2 separate regions of the Sus scrofa genome follow, and region 2 is linked to region 1. The links are chromatin contacts, called in public Hi-C maps. All regions are on one chromosome and are shown on one strand. Each heading gives the region's core, a stretch centred on a gene start, on an enhancer-like site or on the middle of the called end of the contact. The rest is flanking DNA. Distances are from core to core; before and after follow the strand shown.

What was found. A called contact is a pair of places that touch in the nucleus more often than the background predicts.
Region 2: a Hi-C map of liver shows a contact between it and region 1, with 2.6 times the contacts expected there. The contact joins the promoter of NR2C2AP here to the promoter of TM6SF2 in region 1. A contact is called at or near these places in 6 of 47 Hi-C or Micro-C datasets (embryonic fibroblasts, fetal skeletal muscle, liver and 1 more) and 1 of 2 datasets of contacts at active chromatin or transcription factors (alveolar macrophages).

Annotation. Positions count from the first base shown.
Region 1 is chr2:58,615,889-58,618,588 of Sscrofa11.1, reverse strand. TM6SF2 (transmembrane 6 superfamily member 2) reads right to left here and starts at 1,376. Exons shown (of 10, transcript XM_021083435.1): 1 at 1,145-1,376. The coding sequence starts at 1,239.
Region 2 is chr2:58,674,630-58,677,329 of Sscrofa11.1, reverse strand. It overlaps NR2C2AP (nuclear receptor 2C2-associated protein), which reads right to left and starts at 1,343. Exons shown (of 6, transcript XM_021083440.1): 1 at 1,183-1,343; 2 at 929-1,083; 3 at 647-737; 4 at 353-458; 5 at 209-276. The coding sequence starts at 966.

The DNA.
Region 1 (2,700 bases), core at 127-2,626:
CTACCTTCTCCTGAACCCCTCTCACCCCTAGGATCCCCATTCCTGGCCCCATCCTACCAACAGTGACAATTACGGTAATCAGATGAGACCAGACCAGGGTCTCAGCACACAATTTGTAATCCTTGTTGTTGTTGTTGTTTTGCTTTTCAGGGCTGCACCTGGGGCATATGGAAGTTCCCAGGCTAGGGGTCAAATCGGAGCTACAGCTGCCGGCCTATGCCTTGGCCACAGCAACGCCAGATCTAAGCCATGTCTGAGACCTACACCACAGCTCACCACAACGCCAGATCCCCAACCCACTGAGCGAGGCCAGGGATCAAACCCACATCCTGGTGGTTGCTAGTTGGATTTGTTTCTGCTGCGCCACAAAGGTAACACCCCAATCTGTAATTCTTAATTTTAACTATAGGATGAGATCTAGGATGATGTTCAACCTGGATCACTCGGTCTCCAGGGGGATGAAGCCAGGAATGTGTACCCAAGAAGCCAAATCCAGTCAAGATTCCCTCTATCCTGTGTCTTGAGTCGTGCTGGGTTTGGGAGTGTGAGGGGCTTGTGAATGCCTCTCAGGGTGGCTGGATCTGAGTTGAGGTTAGGATACAGGGACAGGAGAGGTCCAGGTATGTAGAGGAAACAGGCTAGGGACAGGGTGGGCCAGCCCTGAAGAGAAGAAAGTCCCAGGCCTAAGACCAGTGATGGAGGGACCGGCTGGTAGGGGTGGTGCAGCAGAGAGTGTGGTGTGGCAAGAGCCGGGTCACTGGGGCCTTATCTGGGGCAATACTTTGACCCTTGGAGCCTGTGCTGGGCACATCCCTGGGAAAACTCCAGAAACTCTCCAAAACTCTGCTTTGCTGGGGGCTGTGCTTTTCAAAGTGCCTCCTCCCCAGGCCCCAAACATCCAGGGAGCGCCCTCAACCACACCACACAGCTCCGGGGCGACTGGAAGGGGATTTCCGACTGGAGGTGGAGGGTTTTTCTGACCCAGCCCCCCATCCTCTCCAGACGGAGCGGCGCGGGAGCACAGGGCTCTCCCGCGCCCGCACATCCTGCCCCTAGCCTCCGCGGCTCCCTCCTACCACCCCCCCGCCCCGGCCCCCGCTCAGCCGCCCCCGACGAGGCCTCCCAGGCCCCTCCCCAAACGCACTATGAGAGCGCCGAGAGGTGGTTGAGCGCGTAGGACAACGGGAGGGCGCCGAGCGACAGAACTGCGATCTTGCCCGCCAGCGGCGGGACGTCCATAGCGGCGGCTTGGCTCCTGCGCGGCGGTGCCTCTGGGTGAAGAGTTGCCAAGGACCCAACCCGACCCGGCCCCGCCTGGCGCAAAGGTCGACCCCCGCAGCTTCCTCGCCCAACTGCGGCCGCTGGGGCCCCTCCCTCTCGCAGTGGCCCCTCCCCGCCCCCGACTGCCTAGCCGGCGCGGTCCCCAGTGGCAATCCCCGCCAATCAGCCTGTTTCCCTCTTCTAAGGCTAAAACACTATGCCTCAGGGTGCTTCCACTTCTGTGTGTGTTCTGGAGAGCTCCCCCCGCACCCTGGTTGGCAACTTCACTTCAAGGGAATTCGTTCTCTGGGCCTCGTTCTGCACTTCTTTCTTCATCCTGAGGCACCGGCGGCGACACATCCTCGACCCAGATCCTGAATGGGTCCCCTTTTAAACTCTCACACTCTCCAGACCTCCCTCCCGCGCAGGATTAAGTGGGCATTGTCTGTGGGCACTGAGAGAGGAATCTCATCCGCTTGGGTGCAGAGTTCTATTTCCCTGGGATTTGAGTTTTCATGCAGTGGCCACAGACAAATTTAAACACATTTCCAAGTGTGGTTTTGACTGGGCGGGGTGGGGGCCACGATTCAAGGCAGACGGCCAGGGCCCTAGGTTGGGGATCCGTTGGTCTCCGTGATTCTGTGCTGTGTTCCTTACATGTAGCCTGAACCCCAACTCAGGAGACCGAGGGACAGTGCCAAGGGTTGGCTGAGATTATAAAGTGGGGATAGAGCCAGTTTGGTAAGAAGTTTGGGAATGGTATTCCTGGGAGGAATAGCTAAGGCTTGGGGCTGAGCAGCAGAAAAGCAGCTAAGGCTGGGGCTTGGTAGGGGTCACCGAGCAGGGTGGAGTGGGCTGGGGAGAGTTCTGAGCCACCTGGGCTCAAATGGGGGGCCAGTGTGTGGGGGGGGTACTGGGGAATGCAAGGGGCAGGGCTGGACCAGGGAGGGGTCTACAGGGTGGAGAGAGAATTATGAGACAGCTTTTTGTCAGCCTCTCAAACTAGCCTTGGATTTTTGCCTGTGGCTGCAGGAAACAGGGTTAACAGTGCCCACCTGATTCCCGCCCCAGGAGGACTCTGAGTCTAGGGCTGGGGGAATATTCTCTCACATTTGCCATACCCCTACCCCCACCCCACGCCAGTTGGGTCCTATCTCTGAGCCTGGATGACAACAATCTTCTGGCCACTGACCTGAGAGCCTCCCTCCCCGGGTGCCTCCTTGCCTATGGCCTGAAGTTTAGGTTCCTCTGAGCTGATTTGAATCTCCAGTCAAGACTTCTAGACCTTTCCCAGTTCTGGTGGTGCCAATATCCTACAGGCTTCCCTCCTGTCTGCAAGATGGAACCTTGCATATTTCTTCATTTCTTAAAGCAGATCCCAGTAACGCCTCCTCCAGGTAGTTCTCCCTGTTACTCCAGCCCCACTTCTGACCCCTGGAG
Region 2 (2,700 bases), core at 94-2,593, 59 kb before region 1:
CAGGTGCCTTATTTCCCACCCACCAGCCCCAGGTTGGTATCACCAACATGCTAGGCAACCTGGCAGCTGTGGGCCCCTCTGAACTCTCGCACAGAACAGATTATTAGCGCATTTGACAGATGTAGAGACCATTTGCTTAAGGTCACACACCAGGACCCACAGCTTTCAGAGGCACAGACCACCCCACCCGGAGGCTAAGGCAGGATATCTGAAGCGAGTTGTTGTCCTCAGGGTAAAAGTCCACAATCTTAGCAAGAGCCTCACTCCCCTGGGAACCTGAAGAGGAGAAAGGGACAGATTGTGAGGCCATTGTGCCCCCTCCAATCCCCCACCTTCCAGGGCCTCCCATTACCTTCCAGACGACCCTGGCGACTGGAGAAGCCCCCCTGGAACTGGATCTGCAGTTGGGAGACACAGATGCGCTGGGGAAACTCCAGTATTATCCACTGGGAGGGGCCCTGGAAGCAGACAGGGAAACCAGTACACAGTCACTCCAGGTTCAGAGCCCTGCTATGCCCCTCTCTCATTCACACAGTCCGTGGAAGGTGGGAGGGCACAGTGAGCACATGTTTCCTCCTTGGCCAACCTGACTGCCCTGATTCTAGTTCACACTGGGGATGGAGGGTTCAGGGAGAGAGTGCCTCACCTGATCTGAGTTCCAGCACGTCTCCTCATCCTGGTCAAACAGGTGTTTCTTTCCAAACTGCCGGTAGTTACGATTCAACACAGAACTTACCCTGGAAACAACCAGCATCAAGGCGTGGAGAGGCGCTGAGCCCAGCGGCGAGGGCCTGCCCACTACCGGGCCCACCCCTCCTTCACCACTGGTTCCCCAATTTCTGTGGACCCCAGGTCCAGGGCCCCATTCGCCACTTCCCGCCGCCTCCCCTCCCCTACCCCCCCGCACCCGCCTGGTTCCCTCTCTCACTTGCTAACAGTCTCTGGGCAAACCAAAGAGTGGGTCATCTTGGCTCCACGAGGCCTCGGAGGACTCAGATCTCGGCTCAGCCCCGGTTCGAATCCAGGCACCAAAGCAGCTACAGGGGCGCGACCTCGTTCACATCTGAGGGTGCACGTCCTCACCTGTAACACCGCACAAGAACCGTCACTATCTCTCCACTCCAGTCCTAAATGTCGCCTGGATCACCTCCTTTCTGGAAAAACTGGGAAACTGACAATGACCTGGGGCCAGGCCTTTCACAGTGGGTCCAACGAAGGGAAACAGGTTTCCTGTGGGTTTCGGGGCGGTTGCTTCCTCTCCGAGCCTCAGTTTCTCTAACAGATCTATAAACCAAACCCAGATCCGGAACCACGTGAACACCGCGCAGACGCAGTGTGACTCAGGCACGCCCATCCCTAACTCCGGAGGCCGAGTTTAACTTGAGCCCCGCCCCCTCAGTGCCCGCCTCTTAAAGGGCTCTCGCCCAATAACTGCGTATCGCTCGGAGATGGAGGCAAGAGGATAGCATCTAAAGCAGTTGTGTGCCTACTGTGTGCGGAGCACTGTCCTTTGGTGCCCGCGGGTATGGAGCACTAGTTTTGGAGTCCGAGAGACTTCTTATAATGATGTCTTACTGCCGGCAGAATGAAGTCTGCTCAATTCATTCCCTAACTGCAACTGCAACTTGGGAACCCCTGCACCTCACTGCCTCCCAGAGGCCAGACGAACAGTTGAGGAAGAGGCCAAGATGTTGCGAGCACTGGCTTCCTTTGGTCTTCTCAGTAAAAGATGCCTGGGATGGGCTTCTTGGGGGAATATGAGGTGGATTTTGAAGGATGAAAAGGAGTTTGCCAAATTGGATTATACAAAACCTCAGATAATACAGCTAAATGTTTGGTTCACTGATTCACTAAACAACTCCCACCACTCCCTATTGTTCAGCCCTGTGCTGAGTGATGCCAAACTGTAAGAGGCCTCAGTTCCAGCTTCAAACCTGAGGATCTCCCAATCTGGGTAAGACAGAGCTAGACACATAAACTCCCACCCCATAAGACCAGGGCTAAGCCAAAGGGGGAGATAGGGCTGGGGAAGCAGGGGCTCTTCCTGGAGGGAGGGTTTCCTGGGAGAGGAGATATTGTACCTGCACTTTAATGGGTGGGCAGGAATTGACCAGGGTGAGAAAAATGGGGAAGTGAGTGGCAGGCAGAAAGAATAGCATAAGCAAAGGCCTGGTTGGATGAAAGACCACGAATTTGAATAAAATATGTGGAGCCAGATCCTGATGGGCCTAAAGCAGTCACAGAAGGTGTTTGAGAAAGGGTCGTACACCATCCAATCTGCATGAATGGAGGGTTCTGAGACAGAGCAACCACTGGATGCAGTTCCTGGCTTTAACTGAACGGTCTAAGATGCAGCCCCTTTCTTCAAGGGCTAGGGGAACGGTCCTCCTGGCAGCCTACTAGTGTCTGCCCAAGTCCACACCAGGAGTGGGGGCTGGCTGGGAAACTGGGACACCAGCGGAAGGGCTGCCCCATCAGCCCCTGCCTGCCAGGACTTCCTGCATTCAGTCATGGTCTGCTGCCAACCAGACCTGGCTCTGCTCATTTCAGGGCTGGGACTGGGAATGTCAAAAACACCTTCCTACCCCAGAGGAATTTAGTAAGAGCATGGAAACTGGAAGGCCCAGATGTGGTTCAAATACTGCTTGGGCCACTCACTCCATGGTTGTATGATCTTGGACAAATATGTCAACACCTCTG